Regions from separate parts of the Mus musculus genome. Here region 1 is linked to region 2. Evidence: chromatin contacts called from public promoter capture Hi-C data. All regions are on one chromosome and are shown on one strand. The core of a region is the stretch at or near the end of the contact, and the rest is flanking DNA. Distances in the headings are between cores, read along the strand shown. Region 1 has its middle 22 kb from the start of Bex3. Region 2 holds the start of Bex2 (brain expressed X-linked 2).

The links. Promoter capture Hi-C pulls out the DNA fragments that hold promoters and counts their contacts.
Region 1: a promoter capture Hi-C map of second pharyngeal arch cranial neural crest shows a contact between it and region 2. The contact joins the enhancer-like site here to the promoter of Bex2 in region 2. A contact is called at or near these places in 3 of 39 promoter capture datasets (cranial neural crest, frontonasal cranial neural crest and second pharyngeal arch cranial neural crest), 1 of 484 Hi-C or Micro-C datasets (embryonic stem cells), 2 of 115 datasets of contacts at active chromatin or transcription factors (epiblast stem cells and stem cell-derived neural progenitor cells) and 1 of 9 other capture datasets (adipose tissue).

What each region holds. Positions count from the first base shown.
Region 1 is chrX:136,289,629-136,294,969 of GRCm38.p6, reverse strand. No RefSeq gene overlaps it. Among named protein-coding and RNA genes, the nearest start is that of Bex3, 22 kb to the right of the region's middle. Within about 2 kb of position 3,784, at least 55 of the 459 cell types and tissues checked have an H3K27ac peak or open chromatin away from gene starts, as enhancers often do. A contact at or near this core is called in embryonic stem cells and second pharyngeal arch cranial neural crest, where this site is marked.
Region 2 is chrX:136,065,597-136,070,595 of GRCm38.p6, reverse strand. Bex2 (brain expressed X-linked 2) reads left to right here and starts at 2,360. Exons shown (of 3, transcript NM_009749.2): 1 at 2,360-2,545; 2 at 2,924-2,996; 3 at 3,389-4,031. The coding sequence starts at 3,394. The coding sequence ends at 3,783.

The DNA.
Region 1 (5,341 bases), core at 2,535-5,034, 220 kb before region 2:
TTCTGCATGTTCTCTTTGCAGTCCTCTTGTTTGTCTCATAGAAGAGACCAGACATTGATAGAAATAAGACTCATAGTGCCACCAGCAACTAGCATTCGCTGAAGACTTTCTGCATATCACTCTCCGTATGTTGCTATTTTCTAGCCTTTGTCTTCATGTTCTCAAAATACTGAGGTGGGCGCCATTGTTTCCATCCCGGGGCTAGTCACAAGGTCCAAAATTCTAGGCATATAATAAATGAACAGCAGGGTCGACTTGAATCTGTATCCTTCCACGGGCAAATTACAGGATAACGTAAGCGTCAAAATATATTGTGATGATAATGGAGTATTCTTCTTAAAAAGAACAGGGATCTCTAGTAGTATTGAGAGAGACAAATTCATTAAAAGTGAAACTATACTCAATAACAAATAACGCTTGTAGCCTAGTAACTGCACAGGGAAGGAGGTACAGAAGCAACACTTAGCAGGTGTCATGGTAACAAGCGTTATGGCAAGAATCACACATAAAATACCACATCTGTACCAAACCGCACGGCAGTCACTGTTGAACTCTGTATACTGGCCAGGAAAACACACAAGTACTACCGCACAAGTACTAACCTTGTCCTTTCTGTGTTGGGAGATAATTATATTATGAAAATCATTAACTAGAAGTATTCTTCACAATACAAACATTCCAAGAGTTGCAGATGCATACATAGATATTCAAATGTAACACCTTTACTCTTTCCAACCACAATCTCCTTGAGAGAACTTACTGGGGGACAAAAGAAGAGAACCTCTGATTATACTGATTCCGTTTGGAGCAAGCATTTGACAGATGGCTGTCATAGAAGTCTTCCACAAAACTGGGCCTTGGACATTTGTTTATTTACTTATAATTCACTCCATTCCCAGCAACTTCAAATGCTGGAACTGAGACACAGATATATGTTAGCATCAAGGGCTTGTTTGATCATAGAGCAAGTAACCTAACATTTCAACCTAAACGAGTCTTTAATAGCCTCTATTAAGATTTACCTGAAGACAGTTGACTACAGTAAAATATGTGGGAAGTGTAATTTAAAATACCTGTCACTTAAAATGGCACCAGGAAATATGAAATAATTAGCAAAAATTTGCCAATTACTATGTAGTGCCTGGACAATGAATGGGACAAATCATTGCTGAGATAATATGCTGATGTATTCCCCATATTCTGGTAGACAACAAATACTATTAAATAATGAGTAATCTTCAGACACTGGGTTATTCACTTATTTAAAAAAAACTTTGAGAAGTCTTTAAGAATTGTTACATAATATCAGCAGGATAGTTTGGCTTTTATGAGTTTGGGTTAAGGTTTCCTGTCAGTTAGCAAAAAAAAAAAATCAAACTAGATCACAGGATGAGGGTCTCTTTGCCACCCATGTCCCCTTCGATGGCCCCTATTTCCATCTTATCTCAGGACAAGTGGATATCTACATGCACAAATATAAACATAGATACATCCTAAGTGGTAGGATACAAAAATCAACTCAAAATGAACAATTGGTCTAATGGGGTTAGAGAGACATCTCAGAGTTTAGGAGTGCACTTTGCTGTTACAGAGGATCCAAGTTCAGAAGGATGGACAATCTCTTCCAGTCTCCATATACACATAGCCTATACATAAACACACAAGCATATACACAGTGAAAAATGAAAATAAATCTAAAAAATAATTGATAAAAAAAACCAACCCAAATGCGAGTCTTGCAGCAGAAAACAATCAATGTTCAGGACCATGGATTAGGAGCAACATCCTTGGATATAACAAATCCCCTTTTCTTCCCCCAAGAACTAAAGTGCTAGGACTTCTGTAAAGTAAAAGGCATACACTCTTTCAAGTATATGGTAGAAAACAATAAAGATAAGCCCCTGTCTGGGAAAATAAATGTTTGAAAATCATGCATCAGATTAAAGGACTTCTTGTTTCCCCCAGAAAGTCTCACAAAAGCCATTAAGAAAATAGACAGTTCGATCAATAAATACACCAGAAGTTTTAATAGATGCCCCACTAAGAGAAACATACAAAATCAACATCCTTGATCCTGAAGAAAGAGAAACAGATAACTCTAATGGGAATGTCAACACTCCCATGAGAATAACCACAATTGAAGGCTTGTCATACCAAGTCCTGGCAAGTTTGTGGAGGATGAAACTCTCATACCCACTTCTGGTGGCCATGACAAACATGACAATTTCTTTGGAAAAAAATCTCAGTTTCTAAAAATGTAAATAATCCTCAAGTCATTCCATTCTTAGGCTTTTACCCGGGAGAAAGAAAACATTTCCTTAAAAAGGCTTATTTGTATAAGTTCATATCAGCTCTATGTTAAAGAGATTGAAATTGAAAGCAACCTAAACAATAGCCAACAGGTAAATAAATTAAAATCTGTGTGGCTGAAGAGGTTGCTCAGTAGCCAATATCATTGATTGTTCTTCCAGAAGACCTGAGTTCAATTTTCAAAGACCACATGAGAGCTCACAACTTGTCTGTAACTCCAGCTCCAGGGAACCCAACACCCTCTCCATGGGCACCACCAGTCATGCATGTGGTGTTCAAACTTATAGGGAGGCAAACACATACACACATAAAATAAAAATAAATCTTTAAAATTTTTCGTGAAGCCATATATTGCTATACTATTTAGTATTACAAATTAAAAAAATATATGCAACAAAATAGAGCAATTTAAACACACATACAAAATGAATGAAAGAAGCATGATATCTCTAAATTCTGATTCTATCTAAATACATTTCCAAGATATACAAATCTTCTATAATGTTAGATTGCTATGTTTGCCTGAAGACAGGATAGGCAGTAGGTGGGACAGAGAACCTGACTAACTTAAAAATGAAACCTTATGGGTTGGTAAATAATAATGAAACTTAGGCCTACTTGATTACAAGGTGTCTATTGTCATTATGGAGCAAAGAAGAAAATGATAAATGTTTTTTTCAAGGTTGGCAGGTTGAACTTCAGAGTTGGCCCAGTGATTAAGAGGACTTGTTGCTCTCACAGAAGACCTGGCCAGGGTTTGCAGCACCTACTTGGTGAGCCACAAAGGTCAGTATATCTAGTTCCAGGCGATGTAACACCCTTTTCTGGCCTTCACCCACTCATTATACGTACATGCTCAATATACATCATATTTTTTAACTGTAATCATTCAGAATTTTTTAAAGCAGATATGAAATGGTCAACAATGTAGTGAACAAGGTCTCTTAAAATCAAGAAATGTCTGTGTTAAAATCAGATTCTTAGCAAGACCATCAAAACAAATGCATCTTTTAACAGTCAAGACAGTCATCTAAATCACTGATGATGGTTTAAGTGGATATTACCACTGAAGATCTCAGAGATCCGGTGGATGAGCATTCTTGTCTCCTTTTCACAAAGGGAGAATTGGGCAGAGAGCAGGCCCAGGTGCCTATTTTATTCTCCATGAACACCCCACATTTTCATAGAAAAATGGCTCCTGGGCACCCTGAACCAGGACAGTTCACTCACTCTGTGTAACCAGGAGGAATCCACATCTTTCTCCTACAAGAGATCGTGCAGTACCAAAGGACTTGGGTCTGTAATTATTGAAGGTCACCCCCTCCCCACCATAAAACAATCACATTCTCAGCTCAGTCCAAATACTTGGGGGCAGGGAACTTCCGGCTCTTCTTGCCAGATCACCTAGTGCTGCACACACACACACACACACACACACACACACACACACACACAAAAGCTATCCTGCTAGCCTTAATGACGTCAGGTTTCTATAGCAACCGCCATCCACAGGCTGCTGTATAGAGACGCCCCCGCTCATCCTCTCTTGTGCCCTAGACTTTCTCTGAATATAAAATGCCTTCACCTTCAGGCTACCTGAGAAAGCATAGTGAGAGAAAGTGGGATGGGACTCAGGAAATTAAAAGAACTCTGACCAGGTTATGTGAACAAAACATATCCCTAGAGACTGGCCCCTACTCTCTGTAATAGATCATGCTGGTTTCCATTTAAAAGTCCTCAAGGTCACCGTAATGATGTCAGGTTTCTATGGCAACCGCTATTCGCAGGATGTTCAACAGACTGGAAATGCTTCCCTCACAGCCCTCCCTTCCTTGTCTTTTCATTTTTCTGAAAGCAAAACAACATCACCCTTTAACCCACCTGAGAGAGCAAACTCATTTACGAAACCAAGCAGGAAAGCAGGCAATTGGCAGAAGCCTGTCCAATTTGGTGAAATTAAGCATGTTTCTGTGATCAAAAATTTTGTTTTGTTTTTTTTTAAAGTAACTGCCTAAATAAATACTAAATAATTAAATAGAACAAATATGTTTAAAAATGACAGTGACAAGTGTTTTCTTTTTAAATCTTATACATGGAATCTGGGCAAAAAGGACATAAAAAATAGGAATATCGCTAGAAAAAAAAGAATGGAATCTGCAGAGAAAGTGATTTGCAGAAGATCACATTATGATGTGTATATGGATATGTCATAATGGAGCTCATTATTTTAATATATTAAAATTTTAAGTACCCTGTCCAAAACAAACAAAAAGCAAAAATAAATCTTGGCCATGGAAGAGTAGTATAAGTAAAAGGAAACCAAGCAATATCTTTTGGGGCTCCAGTAGATTAATTTAGTTGTCAGAAATCTAACCACTTCAGTCATACATTGGCTTAATCTTAAAAAATTTTACCTACCACTGCTGATATTTTCTCCCATATAGAAGGGTATCCACTAACCAATATGCAATAGCCCCTCTGTCTGCATAGTTGGTCATGATCTACCTGACTTGGTATACTGAAAATTGTGTGCATGTGCATGTGTGTATATGCGTGCGTATATGCGTGTGTATGTGTGTGTGTGTGTGTGTGTGTGTGTGTGTGTGTGCATATGCATGTGTGTGTGTACTAGGATGACTTTTAAATAGACTTAAAACTGTTTCCCTGTTTTTGTGTCTGTCTCCCAAAGTACTTCTATCTCTTTCTTCAAAAGGCTTAGATGACATAGCAAAATTCATTCTGTGCAAAATCTAAGATCTAAACCAAGAGTGTCCAATTTTGACATTGCAACATTACATTATCATCTACAAATTTCATGCTCAAGAGCTGTGCAATGAAGCTCCAAAGAAACATTAATAAACAGTAAAATTTTTAAGTAGGCTTCTAATTTGGGGTTGGGTCACATTCATAATTATGTTTTAACAGACCCCCTAAGGACACAAAAGAAGAAAACTACAGGGACTTTATACTTTAGAAGGTTAAGAGTTTCTAACATGTTGGCTTCCTACTAATATTTCCAAAATTTTCCAGA
Region 2 (4,999 bases), core at 1,111-3,610:
TTCCTTCTGTTTTTACTTTGTGGAACAGTTTCAGAAGTGTTGCAGTGTGTTAGGTCTTCCTTTAATGCTTGATAGAATTCAAAAGTCAAAGCTTTGCCTTGTGGAGAAACTTTTGTGAAATACGGTGTCAATCTCATTGCTTTTTTGTGTGTCTTCTTAATTTTTTATATCATCTTCCAGATTTAATTTCAGTAGAACATAGAAGTTGAGAATTTATTTATTGTTTCTAGGGCTTTCCATCTTTTTAGGATAAAACTTTTTCAGATTTTTTACTGGTTATTTTATTTATTTACATTTCAAAAGTTATCCCCCTTCCCAGTTTTCCCCCAGAAATCCCCTATCCCATACCCCTCCCCCTGCTTCTATGAGTACTCTTTGATTGGTGGTTTAGTCCCAGGGAGCTCTGGGGCGTCTGGTTGGCTGATAGTTGTCCTTCCTATGGGGTTGCAAATCCCTTCAACTCCTTCAGTGGACAAAACTTTTCAAAGTGTTCCATAATTGAATTCTGTTTACAACTCCACTTTCATCTCTGATTTTATTGACTTGGGTTTTCTCTCTCTTTTGCTAGTTTGGCTAAGATTTTGTGAGTATCATTAATCGTCTTGAAAAAACAAATCTTTTATTGCATGTATTGTTCTTTTAGTTTCTATTTTATTGATTTCCCCTTTACTCTTTTATTATTTCTTACCATGTGTTAAGTTTGGGCTTGTTTTTTGTTGTTTGTTTGTTTGTTTGTTTGTTTTCTTTGTTGTTGTTTTTTAAGAGCCCCATCATTTTGTCATTCACTTGAGATCTCTCTGTGTTTGTTTGTTGTTCTTGCTTTTTTTTTTATAACAGTATCTCACTATGTAGCCCCAGGTGGCCTGGCACTTGCTATGTTTACCAGTCTGGCCACAAATTCACACCTAGATCTTTCTGTCTCAGTGGTCTAAAGGGTCCCAGCAAGCCACACCTCGCCCGAATGCTACAAAGAGTTAACAACCAGAACCCAGACAGGATTCTACTGGAACTGGGTGAAAAGAGAAGAGCCTTGGGAGCCCCCTTTCCCCCCACCCAAGAGACCCTTCTGTAATTTACATAGGATCTAAAAAATGTAGGATATTTTTGTGGCTTCTAATATGAGAGCAGACCTCTAATCAATGCTAAAAAGAACTGGGGGGGGGGGTTCTGGAAGAATTGCACAAGAGGAAGCAACGGTGATTGGTTTCTCCATGTGGTTTTGAAGAATACAACAGGAACCTGGATGGAGGAAATGAGGGCCTCTGGAATTTGGTGTTAAGGAAACCAATGCCTTCCTAATCTCACTCTCTCTCTTTTATAAAAAAAAAAACAGGTACCAGTTCTGATTTTATTTCACCATACTAACATACACGGCACTTGAGAATGAGAAATGCACAAGTGAACCATTCAACAGCTTGCCTTTTACTCAAGGACACGATATTCATATTAAACATACAGTCTTCCCACTCTGACTTTTTTTCAGAGCAGGGATGATAACATCTTTGGTCTGTCAACCCTCAAAGCTTTCTCCCTTTGCTTAGGTCCTTAAAGCTATCCACAGTGATAGCCAGGAACTTTCAGTTGCTAACAAAAGTCTTTCTACAGTTAAAGACTGATGGTAATTACAGGGTAAGACGGAACAGAATTATTAATACTTGGTATTGGCTCCTAAAGGGGAAAAGATTGCTTACAACAAATTATTATGCTCTAACAACTGGACTTGTTTCTTAAGATTCATTAAACTGATTTTAAATACACACATTTTTCAAAGAGATCCTGTTTTTAACGTTTTCCAGGAAAAAATTTAAACAAACTATTGATGATCAGAGTAAATCTATTGAGTCGAGCACAGAGCACAGGAGAACATTTTTTTTCATGTTTGTTTGTTTAGTTTTTACTTTGCCAGTTTTAAACATTTTGTTCAAAACAAATCTTCTACTTTTCAAAATTTGAGCCGTGAAAAACTGTTCTGAAATAGGGACTCATTCTATGGCCCAAACTGATTTGAAACTCACTGTGTAATCTATATGGGTTCCAATCCATGGTGAATTTCCTACTCCAGCCAGGATTTCAAGAGTGGGCCACTAGTTCTGGCTCAGACCTATTAACATTTAAAAAGAAAATAAAGAGAAATTAATAGAAGGGATTTATACAGATGGAAAGAGAGAAAACGGACTTCCAGGATGAGGGTGTGGTGTTGCTGAACCAAGGAGCATGGTGCAGACCCTCCCTGGTAACAGGGAAGGGAGATGTCCAACCTCCTGATGGTGATGCCACTTGTGGTTCCTCAGATTGGTGAGGATCCGGATGAGTGACGGGTGGGGCCCGAGGTGAGCACTGGCGGCGGGGAGGCGGGGGCGGGGCCTCCTGTCGCACCGGCCTCCCGAACAGGGGGAGCGGGCTTGGCAGTGACGCAGGGCCCTCACGTGACCCGGGGCTGCAGAGCGACGCAGCCTTGGGTGCAGTCGTCACGAGCGTCTGGCCAGCAGCTCGGAGCTCCTCTGCGCGCGGCGGGCTGGCAGCGGGCCCGAGGCGAGCGGGACAGGTAAGGGGCCTGCACGCCGCGGCCCTGCGGGCGACAGCCTCGCGACGGGCGGGCGCGCACCGCGGCTTTGTGCACCGCGCGGGGAACCCCGGCTGCGCCCGGGAAGGGACGCCCGGGCTCAGGGGCGGGGACGGCGCGGGGGTCCCGGGAGAGGGGCGGCTGGGCGGGCCCGCAGCGGAGAGCGCTAGAGCGAGCCCCGGAGAGCGGGGACGGGGACGGGGACGGGGATGGGGACGGGGACGGGGATGGGGACGGGGATGGGGACGGGGCTGCTAGAGATCGTGGGCGGCCCTGTAGGGGGATGGGCGGTGGGTCCGAGGAAGGCGGGTGCGGTGCTGAGCTCGGCGCCCAGTCCTTCCCATCCCACCCTGTCTGCAGATTGACTGGAAACCGAGAGTCCAGGCGGCAGCGGGAATTGACAGGAGGACTACGCCGCAAGGGATAGGCCCAGGTTGGTTCAGTGGCGGTGGGGGTGGGGTGGGGAGACTGAACGGGGATGGATGGGCGTTAGTCCCCTCATATCCCCCTCATCCATCCCTTCCCACCTACTATCCCACACCCCTCATTCTACCTCCCAGCTCCCCTTCCACCACCCACCATTCCCACAGTTCCATCCTCCATTTTGATGCCTGCAAAAGCTTTGGAAACAGATCTGCAGGGAAAATGGTGGGTTGTGGGGAGGGAGGGTCTGGGACTGGGGGCCCCCTAGAGGGCGTGTTGAGCCTTTCAGGTAGAAAAAATAAAATTTGAAAAACAAACATATGGACATCCAAGATTGTGAATGGTGGCAAATGGGCCTCTGTCCTCGGTGCTGAATCTTTGAACATTTCTCTTGTCTTCTAGGAGAAATGGAGTCCAAAGTGGAACAAGGCGTGAAAAATCTCAACATGGAGAATGACCATCAGGAAAAGGAGGAAAAGGAAGAAAAGCCACAGGATGCTAGCAAAAGGGATCCGATTGTGGCCCTGCCTTTCGAAGCTGGAGACTACTACGTGCCTAGAGGAGGTCGCAGGCGGTTCCGGGTTCGGCAGCCCATCGTGCACTACAGATGGGACCTGATGCATAGGGTTGGGGAGCCCCAGGGAAGGATGAGAGAGGAGAACGTACAGAGGTTTGGGGATGATGTGAGACAGCTCATGGAGAAGCTGAGGGAAAGGCAGCTGAGCCACAGCCTGCGGGCGGTTAGCACTGACCCGCCTCATCATGACCACCATGATGAGTTTTGCCTTATGCCCTGAGTCCTGAGCTTTTCTCTGAAGATGACATGGGGACCCCTGCTTTCAAAACTTACATGTTTGTGATGTACTGTTGTAATATTTCTGGTGTCACTTGTTTCCCCATGGGGCTCCAACTTCTGCCAGCTTCTAATTGAAACTTGTGTTTTCGACTCAGTCTTACATTTCTTTTTTTGTTAGCAGAATTTATCTATTGCATGGGAAGATGCTCAGTATATATTGTGAACCTAATAAAGCAGATTTAAAAGGCTATCTTAGTAGTTCTTTAAAGGCTACATATACACACGTGTATATATGCTATATATGCCATACACAAAGGGAAAAGTGATGGAATGAAATTGTCACGTGATTACTGCTGGGCCTCATTCTCTGGAACTCAGGCAGATAACATAGGGAACATTTTAATAACTCGGGGCCCCTGTTTGGTTTTGGTTAAGCACACTTCCCCATGGTGTAATAATACACTTTTCATCTTATTCCTTTCACCTGTGTGCAGTATACACACAGCCCTCCTGATACAAGGGAGCTAGAGATCCCAGATCCCGTTCAATCCCTCACCTGAGGCTTTGCTTCTGTGTCATGGTGCACAGACTCTCATATCCAAACAAAGAACAGTGTGTTTTCCCGTCCCTCCCCTGGTAACGATCACCTTTACATTGTTTCTGTTCAATGAATTCCCAAGGTGTCTGGGTATGGAGAATAGCGGGTTGATCTGTCTGGCTTGACTTGTCTTGGGTACATGTGTAGTAAGGCAAACATTTGTCCTGTAGTAAGGTTTTATCAATAATCCCTTATTTACCATTATATAGCTTCCATAAATGGGCATATATATTATTAAAATTGGATGCATTATGGGAAGGCATATGTGCATTAGGGAAAACAAATGTATGGCCTGATCTGTCAGTCAAAGAAAGTGAATTACCTAAACGATGTCCCATAGTAACCCCTTAAGTCCTATAAAAGTAAGCCCCACACTACAACGGGGCCCTTGAATGTTCTAACTCATGTGGCTTCCTGTCAACCTCGACAATGTATTCCTCTATAACCTACGTTATTGTTTTGCTTTGAACAAAATTCATCTTGCGTCTTTAGCAAATCTGTGCCCTTCTTTTCAATGATTTGATTAAGAGACCTGGGACCTGGAAACCCTTTGGCCAGATTCTGTCCACCAGTAACAAAAGGTACAATCTTACACTGTGCATGTTATAAAACACCTGAC